Regions from separate parts of the Mus musculus genome. Here all the other regions are linked to region 3. The links are chromatin contacts, called in public HiChIP or PLAC-seq maps. All regions are on one chromosome and are shown on one strand. Each heading gives the region's core, a stretch centred on a gene start, on an enhancer-like site or on the middle of the called end of the contact. The rest is flanking DNA. Distances are from core to core; before and after follow the strand shown.

Region 1 (2,700 bases), core at 194-2,693, 520 kb before region 3:
TCAAATTTAGCCTCCCATGAAGCAGACTTCAAAGACCAGGCTGTTAGCCTCCTTACCATAGAATCATATCATACCAAGAGTACAGGTGGGGGGACAGTATAATCAATAAAGCTCTTGCCTTGCAAACATGAACAGCTGAGTTCAATCTAGAGAACATTTGTAATGAGAATCCCTGGGGCTCACTGGCCATTGAGTGTAGCTGAATCAGCGACCAACAAGTCAACAGAGAGAACCTGTCTCAAAGTGTCACCTTCCTCAAATGGCATTCAAGATTATCCTGTGGCATCTACCTATGTTCATGCACGAGCCTTGGAAAACAAACACAGAGTGTATCATGCAGGGCTGGGTGTTCAAAAGGCACATCATTGTCAATTCTCAAGGTGATAAGTAATCAGATGCTAAGTTTGTGAAAGGGAATCAATAACAGAAGCACCATCCTCAGCACACAGCGTATCCACTCCCTATACCAACACTACCTGCAAGTTTTCAAAGATTTACCAATATCTTTCCCATGTTTTTCATGTTCACTTATTCTTATTAATGATCTTGGAGAAAAGATATTCCCTAGCATTTTTAGTGCTAATAGACAATAGATAATAAAAAAATTAAATAGGTTTGAACTGAGACTTACTCTTTTAGGATTTAGTGCTGAGAGAATGATCAACCATATCATAGTATATATAAGGAGTCCTTCAATGTAGTGAAAAGGGAAATAGAAAAGGCTGGGAACACTTCATAGGATTAATAGATTCTTTTGTTCAAATAAATCCTGTTAAGTAATGTTCAGTCAGTCAATGTGATGATTTGTAGTTATTCAAATCATGTCAGAGAATTCTTTGTTGTTATGTGCTCTGTTAACAAATCCATGCACTAAGGAAGTCAACTCTGGGCGCACAATCATATGATTAGGGTGACAGAATCTGGGATGAATATGTCATAGCATGATGCTATGAGTCATTTTCATGCTCTTCACTTTATTAAATTCTCCATTTTTTTTAAAAAAAATAAAGCACCTTCCCTGTAGGACTAACTAAAACAGTTATTCATTGAACAAATGTGTACCAGTTATTCATTTAATAAATGTGAACTCCATGTTTTACTTTGTGTGCAAAGCTCTGGAAATGATTCCATGAAAACGCATTTCTCTAGGATCTTCCTTTCATTTAGAAGATCTTTTGCAGATATAGAGTCCTTAAAAAGAGGTAAAGAATTATGTGAATAAAGAGATCAGGTTGGTACCCTAGTAATTTATGTGTATGTATGTGGGTGTTAATATACATGTTTACATGTGGAAACCTTAGAGGTCAATGTCAAATGTCTTTCTCAATTGTTTTCTACAGTATTTTTGAGACAGGATTGGATTGCTGAATCTATAACTCTCCATTTGGCTAGGCCAAGATGACCAAATGAGCTCTAGGGAAACTCCTGTCTCTGTCCCTTGCCCCAGATTCACACTTCTGCATCCTTAATTTTCACTGGATGCTCAGAACATAAATACCAGGCCTCGTGCTTGAGCAACAGAAAGGCATATTACTGACTGAGCCATCTCTCTAGTTCTACACTTAGATATTTATGTAGAGTATGCCAGTGCTGATCACCTGCATGGTTAGCACAAATCCACAGTCTAATAGGGTTTTTAAAGTCCTATTGTCATTGAAAAGTCCATTACCTATTGTTTAACTATTTGAACTATGATCAGACTCAAGGTTCTTTCAGTCCTTGGAACTGTTTCAGAAGGACACTGACAAATGGATGTCCTTGCAGATGACGATGAGCATACATCTCTTCCTAAAAGTAATGACTATGTTAGGCAGGTGGAGTAAATCAGCAGAAAGCTCTCCATCCTGTGAGAGTCAGAATACTATCATCACTGGGCATACTTTTAATGAAAGGGATGGCTCCATCAAGTACTGTGGGTGTTCTCTATATGTTAGAGGTGTCATCACTGACCTCTTACACTCTTGTTCTAAATTTGACTGTCCACTTTGAAATAGCCAATTAAAAGTCACTCTCCTTTTAAATTTCTCTAAATATACCTCATTGCAACATTGGAAAAAATCTTGGTTATACTACCTTTGTAACCATTACACTACCCTCAACTCAAATGCTTCTTTTCCTCTTCATTTCTCACCGAACCTAAAAGCCAAACTCCATCAGCAGTCATGTCCCCAAATTTCCCACTTATACTTTCTCAAAGTCCACAAACATTATCTACCTAAATAGTACCTTTATCTGTTTTGTGAATGGTTGTCTATGGACTCTAGCCTGACTGATTTTCACCTGTTCTAGAGGGACTCCAATATGCTTTACCAACACATGTGTGCAGTCCTCATTTATGAAAGAAATGGGAAGGATAGTCGAATAAGAAGAAAGGAAAATCATAATCATTTACTTTCAAGTATTCCTGAAAATGCCCAAAGTTGATTACAGCATCCTCATCCTAGATGAAGAAGAAAGGTCAGGGAGATAAGATCAGAGGGAAGAGTCAGAGCAAGGAGGACCAGCTGGATGTGTCCTATTCCAAGCCTATTTATTGTTGGTACAAGTATTGAAGCAACACTGTGTTTCAATACAGAAGAGTGTAAACAGTGAAAGATAAGGGTCCTCAGACCCCTATAGTGGGAACTCACTGTCTGAAGGTGCATGAAAAAGTGCCTAGATGGCCTATGTGTATAAGCTGGAGTTATGTCTGTAGGGAAA
Region 2 (2,700 bases), core at 31-2,530, 560 kb before region 3:
AACTTTATGCTCACCTCTATTTTATCCGAGGTCCTTCCCAAACTCCTGGGTTACTTTGTGCCTACTTCCTGGCAACTTTATGCTCACCTCTATTTTATTGGAGGTCCTTCCCAAACTCCTGGGGTCGCAAGTTTCACTCACCATGAACTTACCCTGCCAGCAACCACTGACTGCTGAAAGTTCTGAACTCGGCGGGGGAGTCGGTTCCCCGTACGGGCCACCAATTGTCGCGCCCTCTCTCGACCAGCAAGAACGACGTGACCACCAGTCCTTCTAACAGCAGTTTATTCAGTCTTCATCTTTCTTCTTTCTCTTCATCAGTACCGTTCCCCAGCTGAAGAGTTCTGAATCCACGCCGGATCCTTCTCAACAGTCTGTTTTACGGGAACACTTTATTAACCGCTCCTTCCCAGTGATGCAGTTCTGAATCCTCCCTGTAGCAGGGGGTCTTCGCTCATGCCTGAAGATGTTTCTTTTCCCGGGTTTCGGCACCACTTCTTGCGCGCGCTCAACAGGCCAGGAAGAACAACGCTGCTACAGGATCCTTCTGCACACATTTATTCAGTCCTGTTTCTTCTTTCTCCATATATCTCCCTTGTTTATATCTCCCTTGTTTATATCTCTCCCTTGTTTATATCTCCCTTGTTTTTATATCTCCCTTGTTTTTATATCTCCCTTGTTTTTATATCTCCCCCGAACCCTGGGCCTCTCACTCTTTTATACTCTCAGTTCCCATCCACGCACAGCAGGCCACGCCACTTCACCAGGCACACAGCTTCAGCTAATCAGGGCAGCAGGGGCATATCTCCATCAAAATGGATTCACCTGTATCCTGGTACACCTGCGCAGCTCTCAAGATGTTTGTGTCTTATATGAGGAAGTCAGGTGCAAGTCATATGACTTAGCTGCAGTCCCTGGCGCCTTTGGGACTGCCGCCACACCTGCTCCCCACACAAAGCCATGTGTTATGACATCTCTTGGCTGAAGGCTATGCTCCCTGTATTTGACTTTGACATCATTCATTGCAGGGTGGTGGGATGACTTGAGCACCGGTTGAAGAGTTCCATGGTATTGGAGAAGAAGAGTAAGATTGAGAGGTAAAAACCAAAACCAAAACTTAGTTTTCCAAGATGACAGCTCATACAAGTCAATGGACATAACAAAAAAAAAAAAAAAAGATATTTCATTGCAGATACCAGGGTTTGATTCCAGTACTGCCACCATGACCAAGTACCTTCACTATGCTGAACATCATTTAGGTCATTTGTTAAGTGGGAGGAGTAATCTGCCCACAGTTGCTATGTAATTATCCAATCAGGGTTTAATGAATCCTTCCTTTTCACCCCTATCCACATGGGAGGGAAAATGTAGAGAAAAAAAAGCAGAAGTCCATATTTGTGTCTAGAAACTTTTCAATACCAGTTTCAACAGAATATTGTCTCAGTTACTTTTCTATTGTGATATAACAGCATGACCCAGGCAATTTATAGAATGAAAGGTTTACTTTGGGCTTGTGGTTGCAGGGGGCTTAGGTCCACGGTGGCAAGAGTGGAGTTAACAGGAAGCAGACAACTAGGACAGAAGCTTGACCTACAAAACAGGAAGCTGAGAGCAATAACTTGAAATGACTCCAGTCTTTCAAAACCTCAAAGCCTGGCACACTTCCTCTAACAAGATTCTACTCCTCAACAGTCAGAAACTGGGACCAGATATTCAATGCAAGGGCTTTGTGGGGAACATATATTCAAATCACCACAAATATATTATGAGATAATTTAAGTAGCTAGTAATATTATGGAGTAGGTAATAAATGCCCATATACAATATTTAGATTGATATACAGATATTTCAGCTTTCATATAGACTGGAGCCATCTTGCTCATAACTCTTTAAGTAAGTTCAGTCTTGGCACAGAAAAGGCCAATTCCTTCCAAATATTGTGCTTAGAGAAAATTATTGGAGCAACTGTAGATGTTTTACTTTGCAATGATCTATTGGCATCAGTGTTTATTGATGGGTGCATACTATTAGCTATAAAAAATAAAGACTAAGGCCTAGTCCCAATGACATTTTAGGACTCACAGGGCTATCTTCTCTTAATATGCTTCTTTTTCCATTCCTGGATTCCATTCCTCTATGAGAATGAAGAGGCCGTTGTTTCTGCAGAGATCATAAACTAAAGAGCAGAGAAACTTACTGTCTGCCAGTGTAAAAAAGCAGCAAGTGGTTCAAGAAAAAAAATACTCGTCTCAATACATGTCAGCAGAAAGCTATCTAATCAATAACGAGTTAAGTGTCATAGAAAAATGGGGGTAGAAGCCTTTGATAGGGACAAAAGTAAGAAATGGGGATATGGTGTTTTGGCTCATCTTTTGGAGGTGAGTCAAAGAAAAGAGAATTTAACGACAGCAGAGCCCAACTCCTTCTTCTGTAAGCAGATGACCTGATGCAGTCACGGACAGTATTTCATCCCAAATGCCTGTTTCTAAAGAGTAACACAAAAATAGGTGAAAGACATCAGAAGGATGACAATCTCAGTGTCACCATGTGGCCTCAGGCATATCAGTCTCAATGTACCATGCTGACATTCAGAACAGCATTCCCAATGCCCCGCAGACAGGGACAGTCAAGGTTCATGGGATTTCACATGTCCAGCAGATAAAGCAGGCCTTATAAGGCAAGGCAAGAACAGGATCCCAA
Region 3 (2,700 bases), core at 6-2,505:
CAGAGTTGAAACCCACTCCTTCCTCCTTCCACAAGCTGGCTTGGATTGAGTGAGCTCTTAGATGCCAAGGGCAGTTTCAAGAGCCCTGTATCCACTTGCTCAGTACAACAACCCAAGCAAACGAACGCTGGGACCAGGGCCCTTTGCAAGGGAGTACGTGGAAACACAAACCTAGGAAACAGTGGATATGGCCCAAAGAGCCCAAGATCACACCGTAATGGAGAAGTGCCGCAAATTCGCCCCAACATTACAGCCTCATTCTAGTGAGTAAACAGCCAGGCAGCTCTGGCCTCCCCCACTGCAAAGGCTTGTCCCCAGAAGTCTCCAGAACTGAAAACGGAGAGACTCCTGCGCACACCGTCTTTCCTCTTAACATTCCACGGAAAAGTTGTAGATGAGATAGTTCCAGTGAGAGGATACCCACTGACAAACCAGATCTTAGAAATGCCTTTTAAATCCACCATTTATGATCTACGACCCACACACGTTAAATTCCGTACCCTCACTTCCCTATTAAAACAGAAAAACTTCTACCCTAACCTAAACCAAATCCCCATCCCCAGGCTGCCTTGGGGACCTTTCTAACTCTGATTCCCACTATCAGCCTTTGCTTAGCGCTGGTCTGCGAAGCTGTCTATCCATCCGCAAAGGAAAGGCCCTCGGCGGAGTAGACGGGAAGGGCGGGGATGTGGATGCTTATAGTGACCTGCTCTGCGGCTCCCAGTCCTGGCTGCACAGACACCGCAATCCCTAACCCCGCGGTGCCCCTCCCCAAGCCTACCTAAATCCCACCTCGAGTCCCACGCCCTCAGAAAAAGCGGTGGCTTTGCCTGATCGCCCTCTCTCTCCACTGCGACCCTGAATGGGGCTCTTCTGGGCACCGCCAGCCACATCCTCTCGGTGCACGCCCAACGCCTCGTCCCTCGGGTTGACCCCACGGGCTTCGAGCCTCTCGGGAGTTCTTCCCTAGCCTCGCCAGCTGTTCCCGCAGATCCCTCTCTTGAGGCAGTGATATTGTTCCCGCGCTGCCTCCTCCGGCGTCTCTCAGACGGGTCCGGCCTCCACCCAGCCCGCTGCTGTCCACGTGGCTTGGCTGAGCTATATTGAGCTTGCAGGAAGCCCCAAGCTAGAGGAAAGCCGAGCTGAGGCCGGCAGGAGGGGCGGAGGGGGGCGCCCGAGCGCCAAGGGGCGGGCGCTGGGCGGAGGAAGGGGAGGAACCTAGAGCCGAAGAGCCGTGCTGGGCGCGCCGGAGTCACGGCTGGGACCGGGCGGGCGAAAGCGACTCCTCCCCGGACGCCCCGCCTCTCACTCCCGTTACACCCGGGGGAAGGTGTTCCAGAGGCGGCTCCCATCCTCACCCCGCCTCCCTTTTCTCCGGCGCTAACCTCTGCCGGCGGAGCCCACTATGCCAGACACTTTCGACACTTTGCAAAGACAAAGAGCCCTAAACCGGAGGGAGGAGAGAGGAGGAGGCAGAGAAGGAGCGTGAGGTTTGAGCTGGCTGGGTAAGTATCCTGAACACATCTCCTTAGATACCTCTCTGAACCTCTTCAGTGCCCCCAAAGTCCGGAGTGTCTCTGGCTTTGGTAAGTACGCACCCAGCTGGTCCCTGTCCCGGTGCCCCAGGGACGGCGCCCCCTCGCGAGTTGGGGCTGGAGAAATGTTGCTTGTGTTCTCTGAGTACTGAGGTGATCGTCCCGACCCGGGCACAGAAGGGGTGGGAAAGGGACTAGAAAGGTGTAACAGTAGAAATGGGACCAAAGACCCTAGGCGCCAAGAGGGAGACACAAGGAGAGAGATCTCTGTCTCCGCCACGGTGGTCTTCTACCTGCGGGTCAGGGAGGAGACTCCAGCTCTGGGGCTCCAGGCTCTTTGGCACTTACTGGAGGAGCCTGCCGGAGCTCAGTGAAGAGCCTATGGCAGTTGTAGCAGTGGCTCCCGGAGCGGCCGTGGTGACATTGCGCCCAGCACCGCAGTGGATCCCCGCCCGGGCCGCGGGTAGGAGACTCCATCAGGCGCAGATTGTCCCCACTCTCTAGAGAAGCGGAGGTCTCGGGCTGGGACACTGGGGACGCTTGGAAAGCGTTGGTTTTCCAGACCAGAGGTCTGGACAGTGTCCGGATGGAGTCTCCCGATCAGCTGTGGGCAGGCGCGGACCCGGGAGGAGGCTGTTGGTCCCCGGGACACCTCTAATACCGCCCCGTTTCGGATCTCGGGGAGAAGTTGGAGCTTAGGACAGCACAGCAAAAAGCGGTGTGTCAGAAAGTGGGTAGATGAGGGTGGTCAAAGTGAGCGTGGCGGTGGAAAGTCTAAACTTGGAATCTGCTCCAAACCCGTTAGGCGCCGCAGCTGCCAAGAAATAATGGGACAAAAGTTAGCAAAGTCTGCATCTCTGTAGTGTGACCTGCGCAGGGCATGGTCTGCTGCTTTGATATGTGCACGGGGTGGGCAATGGTGACACCGGACAAAGCGACTTGGTTGGAGTACTATTAGCTCGGGATTCGGACCTTTGCGCAAGCAACTTTCAGCCCTCGTTTTTCTACGCGTGGGTGTTTGAGTGTGACCTTGCGGGAGGCAGCGCGGCTGAACTCGAGAAGGGGATTAAGTCTCCCGGTGCCTGCCTCGTAGTACAGGTAAAGCGTGGGGCCCTTCGCCTTGCTTCACCGTGGAGTCTCAGAAAAGGTGCCCGAACCTCCATCC

What was found. HiChIP or PLAC-seq counts read pairs in DNA pulled down with a chosen protein or histone mark.
Region 1: a contact with region 3 is called in an H3K4me3 HiChIP or PLAC-seq map of bone marrow-derived macrophages, with 6 times the contacts expected there. The contact joins the enhancer-like site here to the promoter of St3gal1 in region 3. A contact is called at or near these places in 3 of 15 datasets of contacts at CTCF or cohesin (the NIH/3T3 cell line, large pre-B cells and pro-B cells), 2 of 484 Hi-C or Micro-C datasets (the BV-2 cell line and bone marrow-derived macrophages), 18 of 115 datasets of contacts at active chromatin or transcription factors (T-cell acute lymphoblastic leukemia, VIP interneurons, acute myeloid leukemia and 13 more) and 1 of 9 other capture datasets (macrophages).
Region 2: an H3K27ac HiChIP or PLAC-seq map of bone marrow-derived dendritic cells shows a contact between it and region 3, with 15 times the contacts expected there. The contact joins the enhancer-like site here to the promoter of St3gal1 in region 3. A contact is called at or near these places in 2 of 39 promoter capture datasets (embryonic stem cells and hippocampal neurons), 1 of 15 datasets of contacts at CTCF or cohesin (large pre-B cells), 2 of 484 Hi-C or Micro-C datasets (bone marrow-derived DN3 thymocytes and nephron progenitors), 18 of 115 datasets of contacts at active chromatin or transcription factors (VIP interneurons, astrocytes, bone marrow-derived dendritic cells and 14 more) and 2 of 9 other capture datasets (adipose tissue and macrophages).

What each region holds. Positions count from the first base shown.
Region 1 is chr15:67,690,919-67,693,618 of GRCm38.p6, reverse strand. No RefSeq gene overlaps it. Among named protein-coding and RNA genes, the nearest start is that of 1700012I11Rik, 470 kb to the right of the region's middle. Within about 2 kb of position 1,443, at least 2 of the 459 cell types and tissues checked have an H3K27ac peak or open chromatin away from gene starts, as enhancers often do. A contact at or near this core is called in bone marrow-derived macrophages and macrophages, where this site is marked.
Region 2 is chr15:67,732,076-67,734,775 of GRCm38.p6, reverse strand. No RefSeq gene overlaps it. Among named protein-coding and RNA genes, the nearest start is that of 1700012I11Rik, 510 kb to the right of the region's middle. Within about 2 kb of position 1,280, at least 30 of the 459 cell types and tissues checked have an H3K27ac peak or open chromatin away from gene starts, as enhancers often do. A contact at or near this core is called in bone marrow-derived dendritic cells and bone marrow-derived macrophages, where this site is marked.
Region 3 is chr15:67,175,437-67,178,136 of GRCm38.p6, reverse strand. St3gal1 (ST3 beta-galactoside alpha-2,3-sialyltransferase 1) reads left to right here and starts at 1,255. Exons shown (of 9, transcript NM_009177.4): 1 at 1,255-1,505.